Regions from separate parts of the Arachis hypogaea genome. Here region 1 is linked to region 2. Evidence: chromatin contacts called from public Hi-C data. All regions are on one chromosome and are shown on one strand. The core of a region is the stretch at or near the end of the contact, and the rest is flanking DNA. Distances in the headings are between cores, read along the strand shown. Region 1 holds the start of LOC112722382. Region 2 overlaps LOC112722380 (nucleobase-ascorbate transporter 6).

Region 1 (4,300 bases), core at 760-3,259, 270 kb before region 2:
GTGCATCAAGAACTACACCACTTGCACTTTGAGGAGCAATGAGCTAGCGATATACAAGACAAGCAAGCAGTTACTCAGTGAAAACATTAATCTTCCAATGAAAAATTAGAGTGTTAAACCATACCAAAAATTCCTTTACACCAAAACATAACTGCAGATCATGAAAAGTAAAATTCCAGTCAAACGATTTGCCTGCATCACCCAGAAGGCAAAACAAATAAACAAAAACAAGTCCTCAAAACCAACCAAACATTTGCAAACAAAAAAGATAGTCAAAATTAGCACCAGTTTTTATTTCAAAATAGTACTCCATGCAATAACTTTTCACCTCATATTGCAGTTCAGATTTGATCTTGTATGAGTTTTTGAAATTCTCCAAGGGAATTGCACCTTTTTCCTAGAATCAAAGAAAACAGCAAAATTCCATTAATAGAAAACAGTAAAGAATAGGAAAACACACTTGGTATACTAAACTGATAATATCTTACCACGAGATTTCAATATTCATACTAGCAGCAACTAAACAAACTGTATTTACCACAAGATAATCCAAATCAAACATAATTTATTTAAAAAGAAAGTTATTTCTTAAATTCAAATCCTGAAACATGAAATTAACTAAGCATACCAATAAATTATTAGGACCATCAGCCATCCAGAGACGACAAATTGCCTCAATTTTAGAAATGAACCTACAAAATAAATTTATTAAGTAACATAAAAGAATAATGTTATCATGACAGTAGAGTAGCATCATTTCAACACAAAGAACCATTTCTCTTACAGTAATGCTATAAAGTGTTCTTGTAATTGAGATTTCATGCAAATTTGAACGAAGAGGGCTCGAAAGATAAACAAACCTTTCCCATGAAGAAGCTACAGTGAAATCATCAAAATGCTCAAACTGCATTGACATTTGAAGAAGGAGGTAGTAAAATTAGCACTACCCCTAATACCATCATTGCACGCAATAAGGAATCCACCAATTAATTAAGAAATAAGAATTTTGATTCAGTGGTAAGGAGAAAGAGAATACCACTTCCTCTGAAACATCAGTACTTTCTTTAAAAGTCTGATCTCTTCCAGTGAATGATACTCACCTCTTCAGGGAACAAATCTGGGTGTTTAGAAAATATTCTGAGCCTCAAATCGTTGTATCTGGAAGAAATGGGAACTACACAAATTAAAAGAGAAAAAGGATTATAATCAATAAAGCACAATAGATTGAAGCTATATACCAAGAGAAATGATCTAACAATAAAACCCTGAAGAAATATAAGGTACAAACAATTGATTCATACGTTCCAATAACATTATTAATCCTGTCAACTGCTCTCTCCCTAATTTGTGAAGCTTCCAAATAGCGATCTAGTTCTGCTTGTGGCCTGAAATGACACCAATCAACTACAATGAGATCAATTAGAGAGCAGAGTAGACCCCTTTATTATTTGGGGAAATAAGATGAAAAGTCCATTTAATCTATCCTTTGCTTGACGCCAAAATTACGATAGTAAAAACATGGAACAATATAAGAACAACAACTAATTAGAAAATTAGAAAACCTAAAATTAGAACCCAAAACTCCCAAAAATTCACAGAACCAATTGAAAATTAATATATACCTTCTCTATCTCAATTAGCCATTGCAGTTCATCATCACTATCAAAACCATACACACCTTCGAACTGAAAAGTGGGAGCGACTTAGAGAATGAGCGAGAAAGAGAGGATACAGAACAGAGAATGGTTACCTGGTGACAGAGAGTACTCCCTTCGAGCTCCTTCGCGGCGGCACAGCAACCCCTAGCAGTGGCGGTGGAGCTTCAGCGGCGACGGAGCACCCCCTTCTTCTCTCTTCCATCGCGTTTTCTCTCTTCCTCGAGCTCTCTGTCACTGGCGCTCGACGACGACAGCGAAGCCCTAGCCGGCGTCGTCCTTTCTTTCCTTCCTTCCCCTCTCCTCTCTTCTTCTTGCCGTGCTTCCGCTTTCTGATTTATTGTCTTATTTGGTGCTTTTATATTAGGCAACATTTTTAAAGAGCACCCAAAACATAAGGAAAAGGTTATTCTTTAAAATGTACTCTTTGGTAAAAAAAGTGCAACTATAGATAATTAGATATTAAGAATTTTAAATAAGACTACGCTTTATAAGTAATATTTATATTTATAATATTTAAAGAGATATTTTTTAAGTAATGGTATAATTATATTTTTTACTTTTTTATAAAATAATAATACGAAAAAACGTAAATAGATTATATTTTTTAAATATAGCTTAAAAAAGTGTGATTAAATAAATATTTTTATTGTAGTATCATGCCAAGAAAAATCAAAACTCAATTTGGATTCAGATTATTGATTACTTGTAGTCATGATAAAAATTAGTTTAAATATTAGAGTCAAAATTCTATCTAGTTGATTTATATAGATTGTTACAAGGTAATAGTTTACAATAGATTTTGGCAGGACATAGAAAAAATATTATCCAATTTATATTGAAGATAAACCTTTTAAGGTGATTCAATCGTCGCCTCTCTCACCCTCATCAGCGACACAGTTGCACAGATTAGAGACCATTGGAATAAAACAAAGGCTGTTGATATTTGATAAACACAACAATGACCCTCAGGTTAGTAAGTAGAACCATTTTCAATTTTATTTTTCCAACTCTTGTTTTCTCTATTTTATTGTATAAGTTGATTACAACATCTTTGCTTATGTCAAGGTTAATGCACTGTCTAACTAACCTTGTTATTGCAGTTTCTGAAGATAATGGTGATTCATGGTGTAGTTTGCTTTACGTTTGGTAGCAGGTTTGACGTAAGAAACTGAAGCTTTTGTTGCACTAGTCACTTGTTCGATTAAGATGCTCTTTTAATTAGTTAGTGCGCAGCACTGCACTAGTGAATTAATCATCTTTAATTTTATGTCATTAGTAGATATTTTGAACTTTCTTATTTTGTTCCATTTTACGTTATCTTTTTAACAAGTAAATAAGTTTAATTGACTGAGTTGTAACATGTTCATCCCTGTGAATGTGTTTAGTCTAATCCCTAAGACATTAGTTTGTTGGTTCAATGCTAATTAGATTTATTAATTTTGCAATTGATATTCCGGCTTCAGGCCTTTGTTTTTAGTCACTTATAGAAGCATCTTCGGACTTGCCTGAGCATGAATGGTTGGTCTTTGGCATCATATAATAAACCTCAGCCATCAAAGATTTCATTCATACTCAGGTTGTCTCTTTATTTTTTTAACATAAATTACTTTTAGAGCAAGGTCCTTTTGATATATGTACATTACTTCCTCTTCCAGAAGTAACTTCTTTCCTTCAAATCAATCCTTAACTCCGATCAATTTTCTCTTCTTAATTCCTTCCAATGGCTTCATGTGAGTCCTCTTCCTGCTTTCTTCTCCTCACTTTATTTTTCACTTCTCTGCTTTACTTTTCATGCCTGCTCCTTTTGCTGTTCTTCTTTAAACTCTCACAGATTGTGGAGCTTGGCTGCCCATTAAAGTCTTGAAATTTGATGCATGCATGCCCCAACTACTTCATTTGGATTAGGATTAGGAATCCATGCATAATGTGTTCTTTGGGTGCCTTAACCCAAATACAAAAATGGGTTTTGATTTGACTTCTTATATATGCTCATTGGTTTCTCGTTACTCAATATTAAATTTATTTTTTTGGGAGTCACAATTGAGTTTGCATTCTTATTTTCTTAGTAAAACAACATGACCAATCAGAAAGTTATTCTAATGAAGCAATCATAATTAGAATCTAATTTATTTGGATTCAGCTTTAAAATTTAAATTATCGTCTTTTAATTAATTTTTAGGGTAAGCAGCCTTTGGTTCAAAACACTTTCTATCCAGATTACTAACTTCATTTATAAAGGAACCAGGTTATTGTTGAATTGCCACTAGACATTAGTATCTTTCCATCTTCGTTTGAGAAAGAACATTGTCTCCAATTCGTCAATGTTGGGTTTGCAATCTAGAAGCTTGTCCTGTGTGTCTTACTGAATGTCCTAGTTAGAATTTAAATATACACATATAATTTGTGTCATTTATTTATATACAGGTAGCTTAGGGGCCGCAAATAATAAGTTATTGAACTTGCAATTTGATGGAAGAAGAGTTGGATTCTTGCAAGGATTTGGTACAAAAAGTTGGATCAGTAGGAAGCCAGTGCAGCACACTACTTTGGTTATGCAGCAACAGTCAGTTAAATCTTTAACTGCATCTACTGCTCAATCAATAGAGATCCAATGTAAGTTGTTTCATTTGTTTCTTCTAAAT
Region 2 (4,430 bases), core at 351-2,850:
TCGACCCTTACTCACGTAAGGTATTACTTGGACGACCCAGTGCACTTGCTGGTTAGTGGTACGAGTTGTGAAAAGTGTGATTCGCAATTTGTGCTACCAACCAGGAAAAGACCTCATTTACCAACCTAATAGCGAACTATTGCTACATAGTTATGCCTTTCGGGTTAAAGAATGCAGGAGCTACTTATCAATAGCTGATGAACAAAGTTTTTCGACCTCATCTTAGGAAACTCATGAAAGTCTATGTTGATGATATGTTGGTCAAGACAAGGGGTGGAGGAGCTCTACTAACTAACCTCTCTGAAGTCTTCAATATGATAAGGCAGCATACAATGAGACTTAATCCAACCAAGGGCAATTTTATAGTAGAAGCAGAAAAATTCTACAAATTCATGCTAACCCAAAGAGAAATTGAAGTCAATTTCGACAAGTGTCAGGCAATCATCAATATAAAGAGCCCGATTTGTTCGAAGGAAGTCCAACAACTCAACAAAAGGTTAATAGCACTTTCAAGATTCTTGGCTCAATTGATTGGGTCAGCATTGAAGTCTTGCCTCTGTTCTCGATTCTCAAAAAAGGACACGAGCATACATGGATGGAAAAATGTGAGTAAGCCTTTTAGCTATTTAAGGAGTTCCTTTTTTAACTACCCATTCTCACTCGACTTGATGTGGGTGAAGAACTTATACTATACTTGGCCATGATAGAAAAAACAGTAGCATCAACCTTTGTCCGAAAAGATGAAATAGGACAAAGCCCCGTGTACTTCACAAGTAAGACACCTTAAAGAGCTAATCTGAATTACCAGATATTCGAGAAGTTTGCTTTCACACTTATCTTAGCTTCCAAAAGGCTACGATCTTATTTTCAAGCTCATACTATAAAGGTCAGGGCTAACTAATCCATGAAACACATACTACAGAAGACAAACATAGCAGGAAGCTAAGGATGCGACAGTGGGATGTAGAGTTGTCTAAGTTCGAATTGAAGTATGAAGCTTGCACAACTATCAAATTTCAATACCTAGTCGACTTTGTAGCTGAGTACACAGAAAATCACATTGGAAACCTGACCACTTGGAGCATTTACATGGATGGGTTGTCTGACAAAGTCGGTAGTGAGGCTGTGATCATCTTGGAGAATGAGGAAAGGGCACTATCCATACCATGGCCCAAAAAAATAAGGTCATAATCCAAAAAAGGTTAATCCACCTAGTATGGGCTTGTCCTAAACTAATGTGATTGATCCAAAATCATCACAATGCACCCAAAGGAATATAGGTTAACTACCCAATTCGCCTAGGACACTGATACTATAACTCGTGCCCAATTCAACTTAGAGAGCAAGTCACTGTTCTCCCATTACTTCTGTCATTATCCTCCTTAAGGATAACTACCCAAGCGTGGTGTAACTTTTTCTACAATAAGGGAAGTAGCCACCCCTCATCCGTATATGAAAGAGTCAAGAATCAAGAGCAAGTCATCACTTATCTATAAATACCCCATCAAATCAGGTATTTTTCAATCCTAATTCTCATAAATTTGCATCAGAATCACTTGCAAGTACTTCCCATTTCCATTTCGAACTTGACATGAAGATACTTACAACACCCTGATCGCCATCTTCAAGCCCAAATCACAAATAGGCCATTTTAGGTATGCTTTGAAACAGTAACCATATTCAATCAAATTGATCCAATAACTAATTGGCACAATAAAAACTAATTAAGAAAGAAGAGATGCATAAGAAGAAGAAAAAAAGGAGTTAATTGAATTTGGTTACCAAAATAACTTATTTCCTAGTATTTTTTAATTTCCAAGTTATTGTTATATTGAAATAAATTGTTAATAATAAATTATAATAATATATTTTAGAAATATACATATTTTATCAATTATTAATTTGGGTCGGTGATTAAAATACAAGGGCTCAAATCACATGCGAATGTTGCTGCTTCTGGTTTTTTTTTCGTTCTACACGAGTTTTATTTTACCAAAAACATGGCTTTTCACGGTTGAATTGGACATTGTCATCCATTATCTCTTCTTTTTGGCTTAGGATAATAGCCGGAAGCCTTTACGTTTTTTAAAAAAAGAAAGTTACTGGGTGTAAATTCTCCAATATCAACCCTGGAAAATCAACTATTAATCTTTTAATAAAAATTCATATACAGTTGTATTCATATAAAGTTACATATAAAATCAATAGTTAAAACTGTTAAATAATAATTTAATCAAATTATCTCATTATTCTTAACTCTCAAGTCTCAACCTTACAAAAATAGTGTGAATCGGTCTACTCTTTATCTCTAACCCTTTTTTTTTTCAATTTTTATATTATTTTTGCTTTGGAATCTGGTAGAATGATATCAACCCATTTCATGGTAGACCAAAAACAACAAAAACATTTAGTGACAATGTGACATTTTCATTTTGACATTTCTTTCGCCAGTTCACTTATTGCCACAAAGTTCTCAATTTGTTCAAACTCCTTGACCTTATATAATGTTTAGTGCATATGAGTCAATACCAAAATACAGCCTATGTAATATCAGACCTATTTTATGTTTTATTATATGAAATTTCAATTACAGTTAATCAGCATTCAGAAAGTCCTGTGAGAAGTAAACAAGGATTACAAAATGAAATATATAAATCAAAACATGCACATTACTACCATGAATCCAATCTCAGGTCAGAAATCAGCATATACAGAAACAAAAGCAATAAAATTAATGTGTTACAATATTTCTATTCATATAGCTCTCTATAAGCCTAAAATAATATAATATCCAATGTAATATTTAGAACAAAGATCAAATCAAAGACCTTTTTCAGAGACCCTTTTTAGTGAAGCAAGTATTTGACGAAGCTATAGTTGAGCTTCCTTTATTTGCACAATTACACAGAAGGGAAGTACTTGTTGAGATTGAAAGGCAGTGAATAGAACTCTTCACTTCTTGTATCACCCTTGAAGGACCTGTACTTGTCCCACCAATGTTTTCCTCTGTCCTTCCTAATGGTTGGGTCCTTATGTAGCGTGTTGTCCAAGAAATACGCGACGACACCAGCAACAAATGCTTTTGACTGGAATGGGACATTGATTATGTCATTGAACTGCAAAGGTACACGAAATTTATTGTGAGTGAACTCATCAGAAAAGCTGTGAACATATTCAGGGGTTTATCATATCTACACAAGTTTCATTCATTACCCATCTTGCGCCGGTGTGAACTGGACCATAACCGTAGATTGCCGTGTACTCGTTGAAGTACTGCGGAATGGACAAGCCAAGGAAGATGGAGAAGCCTAATACAAACTTAGTCCTGAAACTGTTGAGGTTGCAAAATTGAAGAAAACTAAGGCCTCCAGCACCTACAAATGATTAAAGTGGAACGTTATGTGTTATATGTGTCAAAATATATCAAGATATGCCTGAGTATATCTTAAGTTAGCCATACCAACATAAGCGAAGAACAAGCAATACAAGGCAGCAACAATTGGAGGTGGAATGGAAGCGAAAACTGCTCCAAATTTACCTACACCACAAGGAAATGTTGGTGAGCATTGAACCGGATGAAGAATTGAAGACTGCATATTCGATTCACGAACAAGCCACTAATATCATACTTCAACTCACCAAGAATTGAAAAGAAAATCATAAACCCTGCAGATATTTGCACAACTCTCCGACTGCCAACACGAGTCAAAGCCAAAAGACCAGCATTTTCTCTATAGGGAAACCAGACAAATTCCTTTGATCAACAAAGAAGTTGATTTTGCTTAAACGGAAGTAGAAAACACAAATTGAAAAGGTTTCAATCTTTACACAGATACGGATGATCCGTTGCCAGTTCCCCACAATCCTGATAACAGAATGCCAACTCCCTGAAGCATAAATAAAATGCACAATAATCAATATTATTATCAAGCATGAGTTCACCAATGGTATTATTCAAAACTGCAATAAAATTGTTTAAAGATATATAACTGCAGATTTGCTATCCATGCGTGTACCTACCTGCCAACCAATACCCCGGCTGAGAATAGATGGTGGCATTGGTGTTGCACTTGCATACCGGTAAACAGCAATGAAAGCTCCACTGGACTGCTTGTAATAACAAATAAAACACATCAAGCAGTATTAATCAGTTAAAAGGCAAATTTTCAGCCACATAACAACAAGTTCAATTAATGGCAGAAGCATATAAGCCCAAATCGTCAACCACTGTGTTTGTCATATTGCACACAGTAACATTATCATATGAAAGCTGGATTTCAGTGCTAATACATGTTCATATTACGTCCTTAAGCGAACCATGTAAGGCATAAGTAATGCAATAGTTGAACTTAGCTGATGGTTTTTCCAAAAAGGGGAGGAGAAAAAGAAATAACTCATGATGCTATTAATTGCTTTTTTGAAATTTTATT

What was found. A called contact is a pair of places that touch in the nucleus more often than the background predicts.
Region 1: a contact with region 2 is called in a Hi-C map of leaf, with 4 times the contacts expected there. The contact joins the promoter of LOC112722382 here to the enhancer-like site in region 2. A contact is called at or near these places in 3 of 8 Hi-C or Micro-C datasets (leaf and an unstated tissue).

Annotation. Positions count from the first base shown.
Region 1 is chr11:113,043,561-113,047,860 of arahy.Tifrunner.gnm2.J5K5, reverse strand. It overlaps LOC112722382, which reads right to left and starts at 2,009. Exons shown (of 12, transcript XM_072207088.1): 1 at 1,751-2,009; 2 at 1,302-1,385; 3 at 1,101-1,158; 4 at 861-904; 5 at 629-692; 6 at 329-397; 7 at 125-192; 8 at 1-43. The coding sequence starts at 1,860. The coding sequence ends at 136. LOC112724012 (a long non-coding RNA gene) reads left to right here and starts at 1,968. Exons shown (of 5, transcript XR_003163270.3): 1 at 1,968-2,627; 2 at 2,759-2,818; 3 at 4,083-4,271.
Region 2 is chr11:112,771,536-112,775,965 of arahy.Tifrunner.gnm2.J5K5, reverse strand. It overlaps LOC112722380 (nucleobase-ascorbate transporter 6), which reads right to left. Exons shown (of 14, transcript XM_025773380.3): 9 at 4,021-4,107; 10 at 3,829-3,887; 11 at 3,640-3,731; 12 at 3,461-3,538; 13 at 3,214-3,374; 14 at 2,635-3,116. The coding sequence ends at 2,901. Among protein-coding and RNA genes, the nearest start is that of LOC112722380, 6.0 kb to the right of the region's middle. Within about 2 kb of position 1,600, at least 1 of the 3 cell types and tissues checked has open chromatin away from gene starts, as enhancers often do.